Regions from separate parts of the Mus musculus genome. Here all the other regions are linked to region 2. The links are chromatin contacts, called in public HiChIP or PLAC-seq maps. All regions are on one chromosome and are shown on one strand. Each heading gives the region's core, a stretch centred on a gene start, on an enhancer-like site or on the middle of the called end of the contact. The rest is flanking DNA. Distances are from core to core; before and after follow the strand shown.

Region 1 (3,405 bases), core at 361-2,860, 1.4 Mb before region 2:
TGGTCTTTTTGTCTTATTGACGGTGTCTTTTGCCTTATAGAAGCTTTGCAATTTTATGAGGTCCCTCCCATTTATTGATTCTCGATCTTACAGCACAAGCCACTGCTCTTCTATTCAGGAATTTTTCCCCTGAACCCATATCTTCGAGGCTTTTCCCTACTTTCTCCTCTATAAGTTTCAGTGTCTCTGGTTTTATGTGGAGTTCCTTAATCCACTTAGATTTGACCTTAGTACAAGGAGATAGGAATGGATCAATTCTCATTTCTACATGATAACCGCCAGAAGGTTGCTTTCTTAAAACTCTCCCAGCCTGCTGTTCTTTGTGGAAACCCTAGTATTCAAGCATACTAGGATTGTAGTCATTGTTTTTGTTTTTTGTTTTTATATTTATTTATTAGATGTTTTCTTCATTTACATTTTAAATGTTATCCCCTTTCCTGGTTTCCTCCCCCAAAATCCCCTATACCCTCTGCCCCCCCCCCCTGCTTCCCAATCTACCCACTTAAAGGGAGAGCATTCCTTCTAAATTTACCTGTGTCTAGCTGGTTCTCTCTCTCCCTCTCCCTATTCTTCCTTCTCTCCCTCCTTACCTCTCTCCCTCCCCGTTCCTTCCATCTCTTTCTCTCTCTCCACCTCTGACTCACCTTACTGAATGTTGCGGTTACAGCGCTATGTACAATGTCTACCTCTCTAACTTATGTGTTCCTACATTCTCCCAAGAGGAGACCTCATAGATCTTATTATCTGTCAAAAATGTCTTCTGCACCCTCGAAGGGTTAAGAAGTGCTGACAGACAGTTTGACCTCCTTTAGCAGTCCTAATAGTCAGGCAACCATGGGAGCAACATATGACTGTCGACTATGTACCATACATAACATTTCTGCCTCATTTTGATTCTGCAGACCAAATGGTCTACTTCTGTCTCATTCTCCCCTTATTCACTGGGGACTCAGCTGCCATTCCACAGGGCATGGAGTGCAAATTAGTTATTCAGGCTCCATTGGCAAACAGCAAGAGCACCGTGCAATCTGTTATCCTGTCTAAATATCTGTGGCACAAACAATGACTTAAACATGATTATAGTTATTTGATGCTACAACTTAATCTCATGATAAAATTGTATGTGTTTTGTTATCTCCCTGACAGTTTTTATAAAATCATGTCACACACATGACTTGCACTTCTCCAAATCAGATATCCACTAGCAATTTGTAAAACATGCACACTAAACACGGAATGTTTGCATAAGAATGCAGAAAGACCAGCAGCAGAAACTATGGCTCATTTTCTTTGGATAAGTCTTTTAATGCAAGTGTTGTGTAAAGACTGTGTTTCCTGATGGGTGCAGAGGTGGCCAGCAGAAGGGATAAGACTCCTTTGTAAAAATAAGTAAAATAAAATAAAACAAAATAAAATAAAATAAAACAAAACATCTTAACTGTGGCTGAGATTTATCTCCGTGGATAAAAAGATGAGGATAAAAAGAAAGAGGGAAAAGTGCATCCTAATCTAATGGAACCGAGGAAACCACCAAGCTGTCAGTTCACTGAGCTGTGGATGTAGAAGCAGAATGGAGCCTTTCAATTCTGCTGCCTTCTCCCTGGGGTTAGAGACCGGTTGCCATGGATATTCTGGATTCCTGCAGCTAATGGGAGGGAGTTCTGTAGCTTGGTATCCTGGGGACCTGCCAGGGTGAAACATGAAATGGAGGCTGGTGGGTGTGGTGGTGGAGGCTGGAAGCCAGAGGTCAAGAGGTCCACTTCCAGCAGAGTTAAAGCAGATTGTATTTCAAGCCACATTCATTTGACAATCTATATTTTCCCGGAAAAAAAAATAGACCTTTTTGTCCCTCCCTTACTGAGCAAAGAGAATCTCAGTCTCCTTAAAATGGCTGTGAGCACATCACTGAGGAGTGCGTGCTATAATTAGATGTGCCCTGATGTTTCTAAGAAGCATGTTTTTAAATGTAACTTTTGGAGGAGGGAAAGTAATTTAGTTTGGTTCAGAAACTTGACCATTTAAAAATAAATATGCATGGTAAGTGTGGTGAACAAATAAGGTACTCATTCCTTCCACCTTATTTAAAATATTATTTGGTACTTGGTCCCTTATTTCTTTCCTATAGCTCACTATTGTGTCAGTCTTTTCCGTGCTTCTTGTATTCAGCCTTAGTTTTTAACCGGGTCACAGTGAAAACATTTTCCCTCAGTGGAATCTTTTGGAAAAAATTTCACTCTCTGACTGGATAGCATTACAAAGTGAACTTCTTGGGTAGTGATGGCTAAGTCTGATGAGCAGAACTAGGTTTGCTCTGGCCTCCTGAGCCGCCTTCTCAGAAGAGTATTGAAGTAGTCATGAGGTTCTCAGTTAGATGACTTCAGAGAGCAAAATATTTAGCAGTGACTTAAAGATGCTCTATCAGGCTCCTCCGGTCTTCATGGAAAGAGTTACCCTTACACCCAGCAAGGAAATATCAATCGTTTTTGATCTATGACATGCGTGTGAAATATGTGTCTTGTTTTAAAAATGTCATGTGGTCTTTGGATAGTGTTCTTCCTGTAGCTGGTTGGCAAGGGCAACAGAGAAAGGCTGCCCTCTGCAGATCTCTGACAGCCAAAAATAGAACCCCATCTTCAATGTTCTAGCCTCATGGAGAGCAGAGGCTTGATATTTCTTCATTGGGCAAACTTAAGGAAGTTCAGTGGTTTGGAATCTGGGCGGAATAGCTTATCAGACTCGTGAGAACATGCCGGCCAAGGAAGAAGTCAAATTTCTGCCGGTCCTTCCAGAACACTGCTCTTCAAGCATGAATTTCTATTAATTCCACAAAACCATTTCTTGCTGTACCTATCATTAATTGAACATTAAAACAAACATGGTTATCTCTTGTAGCAAAGGTATCCTTACCCCAACAGGGTATGTGGAGGTCACCATTAAACTCCACATTCATATATTTAAGCAACTGGGACAACACAGGGGCCATTAAAAGATCCCATCTTCACTCAGGTGACGTTGTATAGCATGCTTGGGTTTCTTTGAATAAGGCACCATCAAGAAGACTGAAAAATGTGGGCAGAATTAAGTTCTGAGTAGTCTCTAGCCAAAATCTTTTATTCATATCCTTTTAGAGAAAAAAAAAAGAGACTATTTATCTGCTTAAATTTCTACCATCTGGAGGATTGTCAAAGCCAGGATATAATAGAAATCAATAATGTGGTCCTAGAACTCAGTGCAGTTTCTCAAGAATCCTACTTTCTTTACCTATAAAATAATGAATTTTATCATTAGTGAATTATTATTGTACAATTATTATTATTAATTCATATAATTATTTATTATATAATACCCAGTGTATCTTCCAATTTATTGTTTATGCAGGAGAGAATAATGATAACCTAAAGATGA
Region 2 (3,727 bases), core at 1,029-3,528:
GGAGCTGGGTGGTACCTTAGTGGTAGGGTACTTGAAGAGCATGTCTGTTAGATCCTGCGTTCAAACCCAGTACGGATAAAAGCATTTAAATTGTTTGTTTGTTTGTTTGTTTGTTCTAAGCACAAGTAGCAGTCATATACTCTAAAGTAACTTTAACAGTATAATTCATACATAAATCAGTGGTGTGGACAGTAAGAATCGCAATTAGATGTTATTCGCTGTGCATTGAGCATCACTATCAGATGTCATGGTATGCACTGAGCATGGTTGTATGTGATAGACATTGATGTCACTGGCAGCACTGTAGTTTTGCTTACAGCAATATCATAGGGACATGGGACACTAGGTGACTAGACAATGGGATTGTTTCAGTCCTCTTACAAACGCTCGAGGCTGTGGTCCTCTGTGTGTTTCCCATAACTGTAACAATGTCCCTTGGACAGATGCGGATACTGAGATCTGGGTAGATATTGTGACTTGCCTTAGAATGCACTGTTGCTAGCTGGCAACGCTTTGGGTTAATCCCAGGAAAGGCGGCTAGACAGTCTGCACCCCACATTTCTTTGTGTCAGTTCTCCTTGATGTCATAAGTGGCCGCACAGTATGTGGGTGAGATAGTGTCCCCACCCCCAGAAACTCATCAGTGCTTCATAGCTTGTGTCTAGGACCGAGACTCCACATGCCACCTCTTACTGCCAGTCATTCGTGTCGCCTCCTGGAGGCACTGAAGAGCAGAGCCGTCAGTCTCCTAACTCTTAACAGTCATTATGACACAGAATCTGAGAAGCAGGTTCAGTCCTCGCACCCATAGAAGGGAGAATTATTTTTACATTAAGATATCAAAGAGGTTCAAACATAGCAAGAAAGTGAAAAAGAAGAAAAGCTCAGAATCAAGTGAAATCGTAACATGCCTGGAGCCCCAGATGAGTCAGTGTGTATAAATAGAACAACTGGTGTACAGGGCCCTGGTGGTGCGCCGGGCCTCTTCTGTGTGATGTAAATCACCCCGCGTGAGCAGTAATATCCCACATAGCAATCAGTATCTGTAGAGTGCATTGTCAGATCCGCTGTGTTACACAACACCAAGATCATTCCCTCGCTTCTGCCTGGAGTGTCCCTTTTCTTTTCATATCCAGCAGTTAGCACTAAGGCCTGAAACCCTTAGTTACAGAACAAAGTGGCTCAGGAGTAATGGAGCCTGTGTGAGGCTCCAAGAAGAATAATGAACGTGCCCAGCAAGCTTCCTGCCTAGATGCAGGTGCAGAAATCAGGGGATCATGAATAATGCATGACATGCAGATTAGACGGTAGTTTGTGCTACTGGGTTTTTGACTCTGCTACCTGCCTGGCTGCTGTATGTGGGGAAAAGGCAGATAGCAGAGGGGCTGCCATTTAAAATGGAGCTCACCCAAACTCTGGCATGTGCATGTCCTTTTGAAGGAGTAAAATTTTAAGTGATAGCTGACATGTAAGAGTTGTGATCTGAATTTTTGGATGAAGTAGACTCAGAGGAAGAAGATACTTGCCCGTTCCTCGTTTGAGTTTAAGAAATGTTAGAATTATTTGGTCATACAGATAATCAGAATCAGTTTTCTGCTTTTGTTTCTCGCCCCCCCCCCCCAAACCATGATGGAAATTGTGTATTTATAGAATTTGGTCTAGGATCACCGAATTTTTTTCTCAAAGATACCAATGTCTAGAAGGCTTTATACTTACGGAGTAGTGAACCCAAGCCTCCCTCCCTCATGTTCCCATGAGATGTGAAGTGGGCAGCCATGATGCCAGATACTGTGATCATTCAACTTCAGCTGGAGGTGACCATGAGGACGACAGGGTTTCTCTGTACTTTTGGGCTTCAGGATTGCAGTAAAGGGGATAAAGGCTTGAAGGACTTGGTGAGTAGTGGAGAGCTGAATCCTTGAAGCAAATGACCTCTGAAAATACACTTAACTCTTGGGACCAAGACGTCAGCGAGGCTCTAGAGAGGAAATTCACTGTGAGTATGCTATTTCAAGAAAGCAGGGCAGAATGGCTTTTGCTACCTTCTAGGTAACTCTTGTCTCCCTCGGATGTATCTCCATACATGAGAAAGATAAGTATGTGTATCTTGAGGGGCTGGAGTATAAACCGGCTTTCATTCTCGCTGACTCTGTCATTTCCGCCAGGGCCCCAGTTTGGACAGCTGCCAAGACCAACAGGTGATCCTTGTGGCTGCAGATCAGCAGGAAGTGGGGCTGTGCTTGAATAAGGCAGTTCAGCGAGGGGCTGTCTGGCCTCCCTCCATCTTTCTGCATAATTATCACCCCCTTCCCCCATGCAGAGCAGAAAATCTGTGCTGAGCAGCTCAGCTGCAGCCACCATCAAGAAGCCTAGGAGAAGAAGCGTGTTAATAATGCTCGAGGAATCAAGTAGGAAGTACAGGCCAGCTCGAGGCTTGGGAAAGATGCAGAAAAGGCTGGCCTGGCATGCCCTGTCTGTTTTGATGTGATTTTCACTGAACAGCAACAAGGGGCCGGGGTTCAAAGGGACCCCAGACTTTGGTTTTAAGGGAGTCTTAAGGCCAATTAAGGTAATTTTGTTTCTTTCCTTCATCCTTCCCTGACTTCCTCCCCTTCTGTTTTCCTCCCTCCCTGTAAATAAAAGTAATGTGTGGGTGTGGAGACTGGTGAAGAGGACTCAAGCTGAAAGCATGACTAGATCTCATGAACCCTAGGTAAGCATCCTAAGCCAGCAAGAGAGAAGGCAGCCACAAGGCAGCTGAAGTAGGCCATAGGGTTTCCCAGCTGGTAACTGGGAAGAGAAGGATAGGGCCGCTGGCTCCAAGTTAGAGAATACCAGTAGTTCCTGGATGCTTTGAACTCAAACCCTGCATGACTCAACCCCGGAAGATTAGGAAGCTATATATTGACGTCTATTACATGGCTAGCACTTTGAATTCACTTTGCCTTCCGGATCTCAAACACAAACATAGATTCCAGAAAGCCTGTCTCCTGGAAATAACTGTCTCTCCTCCCATCCCATCCTGTCCACACAAACCCTGTTTCTGGATGTGTGGGTGAAGTCCTGCTGTTTTTGTAACTTTTACATTTAGAAATTGACCCAAAGAATGGCCACTTCATTGTCTCTTTGTGCAGTTTCCATGGGAACGGACATAAGAGGGCTCACTGAGGACAGGTACCACGCCCTCTGAATATTATATGCACTCTTACCCCCCAGGCAATAATTACATCTTCAGTAGCTGTTTCTTCTGCTAAAGAGTACATCTGTTCAATGAAATTCTTGGTTCTGCAGTTAATGTGTGGCACCTTGGTACCTCGGGAGAGATAAAGAACAAAGCAGGCCCTGGAATTTAATTAATTGCACCTGTTTATTAAGAGTTGGTCAAGTTCACAGGGAGAACAAAGGAAGCAATCCTAAGAAAGTTCACTGATTAAGCAGACTGTGTGCAGCGAGGAATGTGTTTTCTCAATGACTGACTTACTCTGGTCTGTTGACAGGGTACATCCATCCCCGGTATCCAGGGTCCGAGGAAATCGAATGAATAACCAGAAGTTTGCTTGGTGAGTATGCAAGTTAATTTATAAATATTTGTAACTCTTTTATTGCTGTGGGGGTTTCGTTTTGTGTACTGAGGCAGTGTTATGAATCCCAGAGGTGCCTGGAATAAACCAACAAACAAATGCTGATGGAATTACTCTGCAGTTAAACCGCTTCATCACCATCGTCT
Region 3 (3,777 bases), core at 1,172-3,671, 1.7 Mb before region 2:
TGGCACTATTAGGAGGTGTGGCCTTGTTGGAGTTGGTGTGTCACTGTGGGCATTGGCTTAAGTCACTCATCCTAGCTGCCTGGAAGCCAGTCTTCTTCTAGCTGCACCAGGGCAATCCACAACAAACAAGAATAGAACTCTCAGCTCCTTCAGCCCCATGCCTGCCTGGATGCTGCCATGTTCCCACCTTGATGATAATGGACTGAACTTCTGAACCTGTAAGCCAGTCTCAATTAAATGTTGTCCTTATAAGAGTTGCTTTGGTCATGGTTTCTGTTCACAGCAGTAAAATCCTAAGACATATACTACTTTCAAAATCCAATTGATGATTACAAAATTGAATGTTTTTATATGTGAATGATTCTGTAAGTTCTGGGGGCAAAACAGTAATTGTAAGAATCTAACAGTTTACCACATAGTTCATGTAACTACTAGGTCGACTCCATCAGTATTTATAAAATAGGTTATGATAAGTATATACTAGTGAATGTGTATTTTATTTGACAGGCTAGGACAGGTTAATAAGGAAACTAATATTTAATATACCCACAATCCCAGTGGTTTAGTAGGATAAGAGTTTATCATTTATGTGTGAGGCGTCTCTCTTGCCCCTGGCGTTTTCCAGGACAGCTGTCCTCAGAGCGATGGCTCAGCATTCCGTTCTTCTCTGATCACGAGGCTCCTCCATCTGAATGTGTTGTTTTCACCATGGCCACCGGAGAGCAAGAGTGGGACAAGTGTGCAGTCTTCTGCTTCCAGTTAAATGCTTGTCCTTCAGACATGACCCGAGTCACTTCTGTTCACACATCGTTGTCATGTCACGTGGCCATGCTCAACTTAAAGAGGGCAGAGACAGCCATCTTCCCAGATAGTAGTACGATTTATAAATGAAAGGTAAACATCTCTGAAATAAAGAGTGACCGGTACAACCACAGTTAGCTTGCCTTTCCTGCCAATCACCAAAAGTTTATTCTCTCTGGCTTGAGTTAATTATGCCAGTAGGAACTGGTCCAGTGGGGCTCCAAACACAGTCCTAGTCCGCACACTGATTGACTTGGAGGGACCACTAAGGCTTCTCTAACTGAGCCATGGCTTTTTTTCTTTTCCTTCTCTTTCACAAGTGTCAGAGGTGCGACTTAGGGAAATGAGATCTGTGCACGAAGTCTGCTGTAATCTTAGACAATTTCTATCTCTGTTCTCAGAGTGTTTAATTCCTCCTTGAAGACTTGAGTTGTATTTTCCACAGAGATTTTTTTTTCATGTTAAAGTAAACGACTTCAACCAATTGATAACATCTTCATCCTGGAACATAGATGGTTCTTAAAAAGAGGCTAGCTATGTGGTGGTCCCAGAAGTGTAGCATATTTGACCCTATTGACTTTGTCTGAACAGGAAGCAAAATGACCCTAGAGAAAATCACAAGACCACTAAATACAAAACAAAACCCTGGAGTTTTCATTTTTTCTTCTAAGCACCTGGAAAAAAGTAAGTCTAAAGTTTCCTCCTGCTGGGCAGTGGTGGCACATGCCTGTAATCCCAGCACTCGGGAGGCAGAGGCAGGTGGATCTGAGTTCGAAGCCAGCCTGGTCTACATAGTGAGTTCCAGGACAGCCAAGACTGCACAGAGAAACCCTGTCTCGAAAAACAAAATAAAACAAAAACCCCTAAAGTTTCCTCCTTTATTTTGGTTTTTCTCCTGCTCATTCCTTATCATCCAGCAAAGGTATAACGAAGGTATGAGAGTTCACCGAGGATGGTGGTACATTCCTATAATCCCAGGTCTTGGAAAACTGAGGCAGGAGGATAGAGTGTACCAAGTCAACCTGTACTATCTAGGAAGGAGACTTTGACTTAAAAATACTAACACTAAACACACAGCAGCACCAATAACAAAACCCATTTAAAATGCTAGAATGGAAAAGGAATTATATTTTACTGTTTTGTTTTAAAATTACAATAATCAAATTATCCCTAATTTTTTTGAAATATGTATTCTCATATGTAAAAGGGAAGAATTTTGCACTAGCTCTGAAATGGGCATGGGTAAAGAAGTTTAACTTCTGTGTATTTTAAGAAGTTAGCTGCACTAAGAAATGGGAAGATTCATATCAAGCAATGTTGAAATTTAAAGTGAATATTGGAATGTATTTTATCATAGAATTGTGATCAAATCCTGATGAGTCCTTGAGATTAAGAAAAAGGATGCAGAACATAGTAATATTCAGGCTTTAGACAGAATAAAACTAAGCAAATATTGCTCAAAAACAAAATCCCAGCGCCCCACTGCGAATGGCCCCTCTCCAGGGGGCAGTAGAGTCTCCAGGAGGAGAGAGGCCAGCCTGCTCCGGGAAGTGCCCTCGCCAAGCTGGGTACGACTGCCCCCCGAGGCGAGATGAGGGGCGGAGGCCGGAGGAGGAGGCAGGGAGGCGACCTCAGCTTCTTGGCAAAGCTCTGCGCCCGTAGACTAGAGGCGGAGTAGCAGCCGGCTTTAAAGTAGCAGCCTGGGAGGAAGGAAGGAAGGAGCGAGCGAGGGAGGGACGGGAACCCTGGAGGAGGAGCAGCGAGCTGGGCTGCAGAATCGGCGGGTGCAGGAGCTGCCTGCTCGAGGCCACGTTTGTTTTTGTTATTTTCCATTGGACTAGTTCTCCAGGACTGAGCGGGCCGCAAGCGGGCACCCCCGACCTTCCAGGTGACAGCCGGTCACCCTGCTAGGAGTCAGCTCCGCCCCAGTCGCCCCTTCCCGCCCACAGCTCCACTCTCCGCCCAGCCTTCCCGTGCCAGCGCTGGGTGAGCGCGCCGGCCGCAGCGGGCTGCAGGAGCAGGAGCCCGAGCAGGATCGAGAGACCGCGGCTGCCCTGGTCCCGGACCCCAAGGACGGACCGGCGGCTGGAGAACAGACCTGCCCTGGGGCGCGATCTCCAGGAAGGAGGATGCGCGCGTGAGCCTGGGTCTCCCGCTAGTCCACTGAGCTGCAGCCAAAGGCTCGGAGCCGCGCCCGGGGAAGTGTCGCATGGGGCAGGGCCGCTGAAGCACGGACTTTAAGAACTGGTGGCACCAAGGCAGGCGCGGGGGCCTGGGGCGACAGTTAGCAGTTTCCTCGGCTCCTGCACAGTGAGAGTTGGGGGCGCGGTGCCCTCGCTAGGCGCGAGTTATGGAGTCGCCTAGCTGCATTCAGGATGAGCCTTTCCCGCACCCCCTGGAGCCTGAGCCGAGTGCCCCAGCACAGCCAGGTGCCACCAAGCCTGGCGACAAGCGCTTCCGGCTATGGTACGTGGGAGGGTCTTGCTTGGATCGCAGGACCACGCTACCCATGCTCCCTTGGCTCATGGCCGAGATCCGTCGGCGCAGCCAGAAGCCCGATGCGGGCGGCTGCGGGGCGCCCGCAGCCCGGGAGGTGATCCTGGTGCTCAGCGCCCCCTTTCTGCGTTGTGTCCCTGCGCCGGGTGCCGGGGTCGGCGGGGGCGCAGGCTCCGGGGCTGTGCAGCCCAACACCGGGGTGTTCATCTTCGAGCACAAGGCTCAGCACATCTCGCGCTTCATCCACAACAGTCACGACCTCACCTACTTTGCCTATTTGATCAAGGCGCAGCCCGACGACCCCGAGTCACAGATGGCCTGCCACGTTTTCCGCGCCACGGATCCTAACCAGGTAAGTTGTGGGTGCCAGGGGGCGGGACTGGGGCCACCCGGACTGGCAAGGCAGGGGCCTCTCTTTTAAGAACTGTCTTGGATCTGGCTGCTGGCTTGCGCTCCACGTGGCGCGCTCCGGTGCTCCCC

Evidence for each region. HiChIP or PLAC-seq counts read pairs in DNA pulled down with a chosen protein or histone mark.
Region 1: a contact with region 2 is called in an H3K27ac HiChIP or PLAC-seq map of neural progenitor cells, with 18 times the contacts expected there. The contact joins two enhancer-like sites. A contact is called at or near these places in 2 of 484 Hi-C or Micro-C datasets (3T3-L1-derived adipocytes and the C10 cell line) and 4 of 115 datasets of contacts at active chromatin or transcription factors (VIP interneurons, double positive thymocytes, neural progenitor cells and 1 more).
Region 3: a contact with region 2 is called in an H3K4me3 HiChIP or PLAC-seq map of stem cell-derived neural progenitor cells, with 6 times the contacts expected there. The contact joins the promoter of Tbc1d4 here to the enhancer-like site in region 2. A contact is called at or near these places in 5 of 39 promoter capture datasets (the C10 cell line, embryonic stem cells, frontonasal cranial neural crest and 2 more), 2 of 484 Hi-C or Micro-C datasets (cortical neurons and myocytes) and 5 of 115 datasets of contacts at active chromatin or transcription factors (astrocytes, embryonic forebrain, embryonic stem cells and 1 more).

Annotation. Positions count from the first base shown.
Region 1 is chr14:101,350,721-101,354,125 of GRCm38.p6, reverse strand. No RefSeq gene overlaps it. Among named protein-coding and RNA genes, the nearest start is that of Gm34361, 150 kb to the right of the region's middle. Within about 2 kb of position 1,610, at least 77 of the 459 cell types and tissues checked have an H3K27ac peak or open chromatin away from gene starts, as enhancers often do. A contact at or near this core is called in VIP interneurons, neural progenitor cells and oligodendrocyte precursor cells, where this site is marked.
Region 2 is chr14:99,941,867-99,945,593 of GRCm38.p6, reverse strand. It overlaps Klf12 (Kruppel-like factor 12), which reads left to right. Exons shown (of 7, transcript NM_010636.3): 5 at 3,498-3,560. Among named protein-coding and RNA genes, the nearest start is that of Gm22970, 170 kb to the right of the region's middle. Within about 2 kb of position 2,278, at least 123 of the 459 cell types and tissues checked have an H3K27ac peak or open chromatin away from gene starts, as enhancers often do. A contact at or near this core is called in VIP interneurons, cortical neurons, embryonic forebrain and 3 more, where this site is marked.
Region 3 is chr14:101,607,835-101,611,611 of GRCm38.p6, reverse strand. Tbc1d4 (TBC1 domain family, member 4) reads left to right here and starts at 2,421. Exons shown (of 19, transcript NM_001081278.2): 1 at 2,421-3,649. The coding sequence starts at 3,152.